2 separate regions of the Mus musculus genome follow, and region 1 is linked to region 2. The links are chromatin contacts, called in public Micro-C maps. All regions are on one chromosome and are shown on one strand. The core of a region is the stretch at or near the end of the contact, and the rest is flanking DNA. Distances in the headings are between cores, read along the strand shown. Region 1 holds the start of Ascc1 (activating signal cointegrator 1 complex subunit 1). Region 2 holds the start of Mcu (mitochondrial calcium uniporter).

Evidence for each region. A called contact is a pair of places that touch in the nucleus more often than the background predicts.
Region 1: a Micro-C map of embryonic stem cells shows a contact between it and region 2, with 4 times the contacts expected there. The contact joins the promoter of Ascc1 here to the promoter of Mcu in region 2. A contact is called at or near these places in 4 of 484 Hi-C or Micro-C datasets (B cells, CD4 T cells, embryonic stem cells and 1 more) and 2 of 9 other capture datasets (liver and pancreatic islet).

Annotation. Positions count from the first base shown.
Region 1 is chr10:60,001,267-60,005,971 of GRCm38.p6, forward strand. It overlaps Ascc1 (activating signal cointegrator 1 complex subunit 1), which reads left to right and starts at 1,539. Exons shown (of 11, transcript NM_026937.3): 1 at 1,539-1,641; 2 at 3,529-3,661. The coding sequence starts at 3,553. It overlaps Anapc16 (anaphase promoting complex subunit 16), which reads right to left and starts at 1,869. Exons shown (of 4, transcript NM_025514.3): 1 at 1,690-1,869.
Region 2 is chr10:59,613,766-59,618,731 of GRCm38.p6, forward strand. It overlaps Mcu (mitochondrial calcium uniporter), which reads right to left and starts at 2,927. Exons shown (of 8, transcript NM_001033259.4): 1 at 2,759-2,927. The coding sequence starts at 2,905.

The DNA.
Region 1 (4,705 bases), core at 289-2,788, 390 kb after region 2:
CAGATCCCGCTGGCTTGGCTTACCGAGTGTTGGAATTACAGGTGTGCACTGGCACATACACTTTTCCCTATGCACAATCCAGCTTTTCACTTACGTGTAAAGCTCCCGGGAGGGAAGGGTCTGCTCGGGAGGCAGGCAGTGTGATGTTACGCACTTCACACATCCTAGCGCTGGGCTACACTCTCAGTCAGCACATTCACCTCATGATCTTATAAAGAATCTTGCAGTGGGGCTGGGGAGAGCTACATGGAGTAAGTGTTTTCACTGGAGGGGTTGGGGAGCCCTTCAAGTCACTTACAAGCCTCACAGGTGTGGTAGCTGCCTGTAAACCCAGCCCTTGGGAGGCAGAAGATAAGCGATTCCCCATAGCAATGTTGTTAGCTAGGTTATGGGGAATGGGAATGTTCTGGGTTCAGGGAAGCTATGAAAGGCTAAGGAGGAAGACAGCAGACACCAGCTTCAAGCCTGGGCCTGGGGATGTATTGTGAGGTGGCTAGAGTGTTTGCTTACCCAAGTGTGAGGCACTGAAAAGGATCCCATGTCGTTGGAAGGAGAAAACAAACTACCTTTGTACCCTGGAGGCATCTTATAAAAACCCTTGTCACAGTGGCTCCTGGATGAATGATTTATAAATACGAGGTCAGCCGGGCGGAGGTGGCCCACGCCTTTAATCCCAGCACTTGGGAGGCAGAGACAGGCAGATTTCTGAGTTCGAGGCCAGCCTGGTCTACAGCGTGAGTTCCAGTACAGCCAGGGCTGTACAGAGAAACCCTGTCTCGAAAAACCAAAAAAAACCAAACCAAACCAAAAAAACCAAAAAAAAAAAAAAAAAAAAAAACCCCACAAAACCAACCAACCAACCAAAACAAACAAACAAACAAACCGAGGACAAAAGCAATCAGCTCAGTAGAGGCTGCAGGGGACCGAGACAGTTCCAGTCATGACTCTTTCTGCATGGAGTATTCAACCCTGTCGCTCAGGAGACTACCATCCTCATAACGAGGCACTCAGTGAACTTTTGTTGAATGATGATTATCTGGAACTTGGCCCTATCAGGGAAGCTGTGGCTGCTGCCAAGCAGAGGAAACGCTCCTAAGAAGCGGAATGATAGTTTGTGGGGCACAATATGGCTGGCGTGGTTAAATACTTACTTTGTGTACGACAGGGACGACCTCGCACTCATAAACTTTCCGCTTATAGTCTTAAAACAAAACAAAACAAAAAAAGAGATCCTCCTTTAAAATAAAGCCCAGAACAAACCAGATGCTTATGTCGATCGGGATCCAAGTGAGGTGGCTAATTATGACACCCGTTGGGTTCTACTAACAAAAATCACTAGGTGTCCCACCTAGACAGACGGATCACCACCCGCAGCACCTAGCTGCGGTAGCTCTTTCTAGGTGGGATGAAGAAGCTCGCGGGAGAGGGGAGGAGCCAGCACCCTAATCCTGGCTACTCCAACTCCACCCAGGTACGCTTCCTACCCAACAACTCGGGGAGGAAGGGAAGGCTTGCGGCCGGCCCACGGCGCAGGCGCCAACCCGCCCCACGCATGCTCAGTCGGATGACGCTGCCTTTGCATACGGCCGGCGCGGGCGAGCCTCCAGGGTCTCTTCCTACGCTCCCAGTTAGTCCTGGCAGGTAGGAGCGTAGGGGGGAATCAGGTCTGGAAGGTTCTCGGCCACTTACCTCAGCAGCTTGTGCACTTTGACTGACAGCCCCGCCCCTTGGACGAAGCCGTGCGGCCTCGCTCGCCACGACGTAGACGGCGGCGTGCGCGCGCCCGCCTGAGCTGTGGGAGTTTGATGGCGGTGCTGCGCCTGTCCCTGCGGCGGTGAGGGCTAGAGGGCGGTGCTAGCGCGCATGCGTGGAGGGGGCGGAGCCCGGCTGGGCCAGACCGAGCTTTCCGAGAACACTTCCGGGTCGCTGTGGCTGCCCCGCCCCCTTCCCCGCCCCAGTCCCCCGCAGTTTTGGTTTTCTTGCGTTGGTGCTGTCTGCTCCGCCTCTCTAGCGTAGGATGTTCAGCGTTTGCTTTTTATGTGAGAATTGCACGAAAGCATATCCACTTTTCCCTCTTCAAACACCCATGACCCAGGGCTAGTCCGCTCTCCTCCTTCTGCGCAGTCTCTGCCTGGAGCTGCTCAGGAAAGGTACCACTGTGGCTTCGTGCTCAGTGCTCACACTTTGTAAAGGCTCCTTTTCGACAGAACGTGGTTTTTGAAGTGGGAAGGGATGCTAAAGGAGTAGCACACCAGGGTGGCGCGGCACAAGACTGTTAATAATTGCATCCCCCTGCCAACGTTGATTTTCTGTTTTCTCAAAGCACGAACCCTCTTCTTGCGTCCTGCAGGTGGCTGCGGATTAGCGACTTGACTGAGGGTTGGGTCAAGCATTCATTTGGAAGGGATTGTTAGGCCTTCTTTGGTGGAACTTGTTAAGTACGTGAACTTGTAGCCGCAGCCATCTGGGATGGGAACATGGGGTAGTTTATCAGGAGCCTTTAATTCCGAATTATTGATTCAAGCGTGAAGCCGTTTGTTGTGTTCTGGAGGCAGTGGCCTCGGGAAACTGTTCCTTCTCAGTACTGTGTTGGTCCGAGAACTGTGTTAGTAAGTCATATTTTAATTGTACTGTGATAGGGAAATAAATCTGATTGGAAGGTATTTATTTCTAGCATCTTTAAAACGGCTTACCTCTCTTCCGCGGGTATTGTACCGATGGTTCCTCAATGCGTTATCAAACTGGATACGATAAAATATCATACTGGATAGGGTGAATGAAGCACTCTGCTCATACTTAGGTGGCTAGCAAGACCTCACCCCCTATAGGTTAATCAGACACCTATACAAGAACTTACACTGGTGAGCTCATGGAAAGCGACACTATTTTTGCTTAGGATGTGCTGTGAACTGCCCAGTTGAGGCCTACATAATGGAGTTTTTAATTTAAATTTCTTATTACATTTATTTATTTACGAATGTAGTCTGTGCATATGTTACCTGCCTACACAGCAGAATTTTTTTTTGTTTTTTTGTTTTTTGTTTGTTTTTTGTTTTTGTTGTTTTTTGGTTTTTTTGAGACAGGGTTTCTCTGTATAGCCCTGGTTGTCCTGGAACTCACTCTGCAGACCAGGCTGGCCTCGAACTCAGAAATCCACCTGCCTCTGCCTCCAGAGTGCTGGGATTAAAGGCGTGCGCCACCACGCCCGGCTAGCAGAATTTTTTAAATTTAAAATTTTATTACATTTATTTATTTAGTCTATGCTACTTGCCTACATAATGGAGTTTCTTTTAACTTAATTTTTTATTACATTTGTTTGTTTATTTCCATATTTTGTCTGTGCGTTTGCTACCTGGCTGCATGTGTAGTCCAGAGGACAACCTGCAGGAGTCAACTTTTTCCTTCTGCCGTGTGGGTCATCGGCCTTGGGAGCAAGTGCCTTTACCTGTTGAGCCATCTTAGTGACCTAAGTATTCATTGTTTAATTAAAAAAAAAAAAATTAAACAAAAGGGCACTTTCTTTTTCAGGACTTTCCTGGAACGTCATTTGTCATGGATGTTCTACGCCCACAGATTGTAACGTTCGATGGACGGAATTATAGAAAGAATCCCATCCAGGAGAAACAGTACCAACATGAAGAAGACGAGGATTTCTATCCTGGTAATCCTGGGGGGTCTCTTAGGTCCCACAAGAGGGAAAATGTTCTTTGTACTGTAAGGGTAATTCTTTGCTTTGTTGCTGCTCAGTGGGTCTAATAAAGCTGACCTCAGATGAGGTGTTCCTGGCTGCAGTTCGTGTGTCAAGATAGATTTCATCCTGGACAGAGGCCTCAGTGCCACGTAGAGTAACTTTTCATTATTTTTATTATTATTAAAAATTATTTATTTTATGTGAGGACATTGTAGCTGTCTACAGACACACCAGAAGAGGACATCAGATCCCTTTACAGATGGTTGTGAGCCACCATGTGGTTGCTGGGAATTGAACTCAGGACCTCTGGTAGAGCATGCAGTGCTCTTAACTGCTGACCTATCTCTCCAGCCCTCATTATTATTTTTTAAATATGTGTGTGTGTACATGTGATCACGGGTGCCCAAGGAAGCCTAAAGGGGTGTTAATTGGATCTCCTGGAACTGGACTCACAGGTGCTTCTGAGCCACTCAGTTGCAGAGTGCTGGGATCAGAACTCAGGTCACCTGCAAGACCAATAAGGGCTCTTAGCTGCTGCGCCCCCCTGTGGAGTACTTGTTAATTACTACTGTTACCTATAAATATTCTGTGGCAAAATTAAACCCCTTTACCTGTGAAATTATAAAAGAATATGAATTATTATTATTACTAATTTTTTTCTTGAGACAGAGTCTCTCTATTATGTAGCCCTGGCTGTCCTGGAACTCACTCTGTAGATCAGGCTGCTCTTGAACTAATAGAGATCCACCTGCCCCTGCCTCCTCAGTACTGGGCTTAAAGGAACGCATCACAGTGCCTGACTAAGAATATGAATTATTAAAATAAAGCCCTGAAGGATTTATTCCAGTGTCAGATAATATTAACTATTGTTATGCTAGTTTTTTTCTTCCTTCTTTGTAGTCATGCCTTGACAGGTCTAAAGACACAACTAACTTTATTTAACATACAGTAATTTTGTAAAAATAAAACAAAAACTAAACAACTAAATAGTTGAGGTGGATCCTAACTATTTTC
Region 2 (4,966 bases), core at 1,677-4,176:
AACAACCCTGGAAAAGCCATTGATCTTTACTCCTATGTATTCCATTGACAGCTGCTCTAAAGTCAGAGTGCATGGATGCACATTTTTAGTCTCAGCTAGGTGGGAAACTGAGGCAGGGGGCATCCCTTTAAAGCCAGGAACTAGAGGACTGCCTGGGCAACAAAGTAAGGCTTGATTTCAAACCCTGTGTTGGAGAGAAGGCTGGACTACATTTTAATGGGGGAGTTATGCTTATAACTGTGCAACCACGTTGACCATTTTATTCAAGTTCTATTTGATCTACGCTCCTTTTAAAACGATGACTCTTGGCTGGCTGAGCACGGTGGCACATGCCTATAATCCCAACACCAGAGAGAGGAAGAGCAAGAAAAGAGGCCACTGGACCTCCACTATATAGTGAGACCCTGTCCCAAACAAACAAACAAACAAACAAATGTGACTCAAGCCAAGAAGCAGCAGCAGCTATTATTAGCTATGACCCTTGGCTCCAATTTGCTGTCCCTACTACTGCTGAATAGGAGTGCCACAAGCTGGGCTTGTGATCGGGTTCGATGCAGACTGCCATCTGCTGCACACACGGGATGTGTCCGCTTGGCCCCAGTGCCTCCCCAGGTAGGATCAAGTGGTTTATTCCATAGTCTCCTACCACATGTGTCTCAAAACCATATCCACTTAGCGATTCCTACTCCTGGAGACTGTGGAACACAAAGACTTCCCTGGCAGACAAAGGGTTAATTTTATAAGAGAAGGGAGAGATACAAAGGCAACTGTAGTTTAGGATACAATAAAAAGAAGACCAAGAGGGCAGCAGTCTTCTCAGCTGCGCAATCTTGGCCAAGTCTTTCTCTTTTCTGGGCCTCAATTTCAGGCTTGAAATATCAAGAGTTAAATCCGTAAGAGGCATCTTTCAAACGGAATGCCACATGAAGAATCATAGAAAATCGGATGGGGGTACCTTCATGATGGCTTTAGAGCAACTGGAACAGAAATTCAGAATCTGCTTCTACGTGTTGAAACAAGCACGTTCACCTCTTTTCAAACCTTGGACTCCTAAGTTCATTTACAAGTCACCATTTCCATGACAACACTTCTGCCCTTCAAAAATAACACTTCATTTTTAATTGTGCTTTCAGTTACAGATTCAGTTCATCACTTTTACCCACCCCAGAATAGCACAGAAGAATATTGTCTGAAGTAGCTCTACAAGGAAGACACACACAGAGACCGGTGCATCTGAGGCACACATTTTCAAACACCACTTGAATACCACACCCAAACAGTATTAAGAACAAACTGCAAAATCGGAGGATGCTTCATTGGAAAACAAAGATAGCTCGGGAAATTTTCCAATAGTTCAGAGGGAAAAGACTGCCATCACATTTTGGGGGTGGCCTGTATGTCTTTCAGAGAACATAACTGGAGGCTATCATACATGCAAATCAGAATTGAACTATAGAAAAACTCGGCTCTCACCCAAAAGCTTTAGCAAAGCAATGTCAGTATGCCAAATATGAAAAAGTACAATCTTCTCACAAGAAGGAAGCTCAGGTCCATCACTACCACTAATAATAGCAATACTATCTTGTATTCTCAGCGCCTCGGTTCTTTTCATAGTGCGTTCCCACAATTTTATGCTACCACAGGTCTAGGGCTATCCTCTCTGCAAAGCTCTAGTCCTTTCCTCTTAGGAGACAGGGAAACAGAACAAGACAGATCATGATGCACGGGCTGAAGGCAGCACCTTCTCTATTGGGCCAGCTGCAGTGAGCCTTCTCATCACACTACACAAGTTCACCTTATGAAATTAAACCTACACTTGTTCTCTCAAGAGTTGGCCAGAGACCAACACATATGGGCCTCGAAAGTCCAAAGGAAGGGAACCTGCTGACCTGTTAGGTCAAGAACTCCATGCCAAGCTCAGGTACCATACCGCCAACACTACACATACACACGCCCCTGGGCTACTGACAGAATTCCTTCTTTGCCAAGCAATGAAACCCGGCAAGAACTGATTAATGGAATCACTAAATCTCTCCCTCTGTGAACAACTTGCCATGCCGCCTCTCTTGTGCCTGCTGCCCTTCCTTTGGGCACGCGTGCACAACCCTCGGAAGGGACCACCGGGATCTTTAAGAACCCGAGGGGATGGTGTTTGCCTCCTGAAGCAATGCAGCATCCACCTCGAGGAAGCAGAACACGCACAGGCAGGGGACCTGATCAGAGAAGGATAAAGTTTGATTTTCCTCCCTGCGTGTTCCTAGGGGGCCGGGAGAGGGCGAGGCAGCAGCCTCCTGGGGTCCCGGGGTGCTCTCCGGGGACAGTTCCCAGCAGCATGGCACTGCCACTCTCCTGACACACCGGCAACCGCGGCAACTCCGGACGCTCCAACCCGCCCAGAGGAGGTGAGAAGGGGACAACTTGCACCGGGCTCAGTTCGGGAGCATTGGAGCAAAGCTGTCAGAAACGACGGAAGGAGGGACCGAGCCCGGAGGCGGGTCAGGGAGAGGTTCAAGTCCCGTGCCTTCCCCGCCCTGGCGTCCCCAGTCCTGCGGGAACATCCCTGCTGTCGCCCCTCCTCCTCCTCTCCTGCCTCCCGCCCGCCCTGCCTTCTCCGCCGCCGCCGCAGGCGCTGAAGGACACGGCGGCTCGGTGGCCCGCCACCCCGGGGCGGCCGCGAGTTGAGGGAAGTCGCCGGGCGCCCCGGCCTGCCCGCGGCTCCCCACGCCGCCCCGCCCTCCCCGGAGCCGCGCTCGCTCACCGTCCGGTGCTGCTGGTGCGGCCGGTGGCGGCTGACGCCCAGCCCGGGAAAGCAGCCGGCAGTCAGCGCTCCGCAGCCGCCGGCGCCCCCGCCGCCGCCCCGGGAGCAGAGCAGCAGCAGGAGCGATCTACCTGCGGCGGCCGCCATCTCTCAACTGGAAACGGCGCTGGCCCAGGCAGCGCAGCGGACGGCAGGGGCGTGGCCAAGACCCGCCACTCAGCCTCACTAGGCCAATTGCAGTCCTGAGTCAAGCCTCTGAGGCGGGGCTTCCTGCAAAGTCCAATCAAAAGGCGGGAGAATCCCGGCTTCGGGCTGTCTGTCACTTCCAGAGTTACCTTACGGGCAAATTCTAGGGGACCGGTCTCTGGCGTTCGAGCCTCTGGGAATGGAGCAGTAAGGGATTGCCCGTTCGATTTGGCTAATCTTTACCAAGTGACTTGATAAGAGAGCTAGGGGAAATAGATACCTGTGCAGAGCTTGTTCCGAGTTGAGTTCTGAGTGTTCTAAGTTGTCTGCCTAAGCACCCAACTGGTCATTTTAAGGAGGTTGGCTACAACTCTCGACCGCATGTCTAAAGTTAGCATCCATAACAGATAGCATTTGGATGTGCCGAGACTAACCCTGAATTGTAAAGTTATCCAATGGCAGTGCTGTGTAGCATGGTATTAGGTAGAATGGTTGTAGCTTCAAACTCCCAGGATGAGTACCTGCCATTGGGCTGAATGAACAGAACGCTACACAATTGAAACATCTGATTCTTTTCCCCAGCACCCTTAGATCCGCATTCCTCTCTAAAAGCAACACTGTTCGTTACCATGTTTGACCTTGGTCTCCCTTTTAAAATAAACTACAAAAACAGAAGACGCCAGCAATGTAATAAAGCCATGTAAAGATGAACCAAGTTTCATAATTTTGCTAAGATAGCAAGTAGAACACAGTTGAGAATAACTTTTTTTTGCGGGGGGGTCGGGGATACGGGGGACTGTCATTATGTTGCCCAGCCTGACCGGCAATGCTCTATGTAGCCCAGGATGACCTCAAACTCACCTCCAACCTCACCATCCCCAGTGCTGGGGGTTATAGGTATGGACCATCACACCCAGCGTAGAATTACCCTTTTTGTTGTTGTTGTTGTTTTGTTGTAGTACTTCGGATTTTTGTTGAGATTAAGTCATACTACATCCTGAGGCTAGCCTTGAACTTATGATCGTCCTGCCTCAGCCTCCTGAGTGCTATGATCACAAGCATGAACCATCATGCCTGGCTTGGACTGACCTCACTCAACTTTCTCTTGAAAACACGACTTGCCACAGGACAAGGTTTCTCAACCGATGGGTCGCGACCCTTTGCGTCAAAAGTTTTTTTCACAAGAGTTTCCCAAGGCTATCCTAAAACACAGGTATTTACATTATGATTCAAAGCAGTGGTAAAATTACAGATATGAGATAGCAACAAAAACAGTGTTATGGTTTAAGGTCACCACAGTATGAGGAAATGTATTAAGGGGTCACAACATTAGGAGGGTTGAGAACCACTACACAAGAAACTAAGTTCCTAGCAATGGTTCGTTGAATGTGGTGTAACAAAGGAAACCTGCAGTTCCTCTACTTTCTTAGACTTCCGAGCTGTTTCTTATTAAGAGCCACTCAATTCTTTCAGCTCCTTTTTAAAATCCAAGTGGGGGAAGGTTTAGATTTTTAAAAATTCTAATAAACATCACTGTAGGCTATATAACCCTACATGAAGTTTTAAAAATTAAAATTTGTATTACTTGTTCTAATAATATTCTTTAAAGTTTGACTAGAATTTGCTTCCTTGGCCAACTTCTCAGTTAATTCTTTGGCCAGAAAAGTAAGATGGTGGGTTTCTCCTGGTGACCCCCAAAGAGCTTTAAGTTCCACAAGAGAAACCTGGGACCTGAGGAATGAGCTCCATCTCAACAGCTGAATGCAACAAGCCCCCATTTGGAATTCTTGGCATTGCTGGAACAACTTCAGTCACAACTGCCTTTTACCCATCTATAGTTACCAACACAGCATCTCAAGTATTTAGCCATACTGCACATTCCCTTCTCTCTGTCTCGCCTTTGGGTTTTAGATTGTTTTCTTCTTCTTCTTCTTCTTCTTCTTCTTCTTCTTCTTCTTCTTCTTCTTCTTCTTCTTCTTCTTCTTCTTCTTCCTCTCTTCCTCTTCCTCTTCCTCTTCCTCC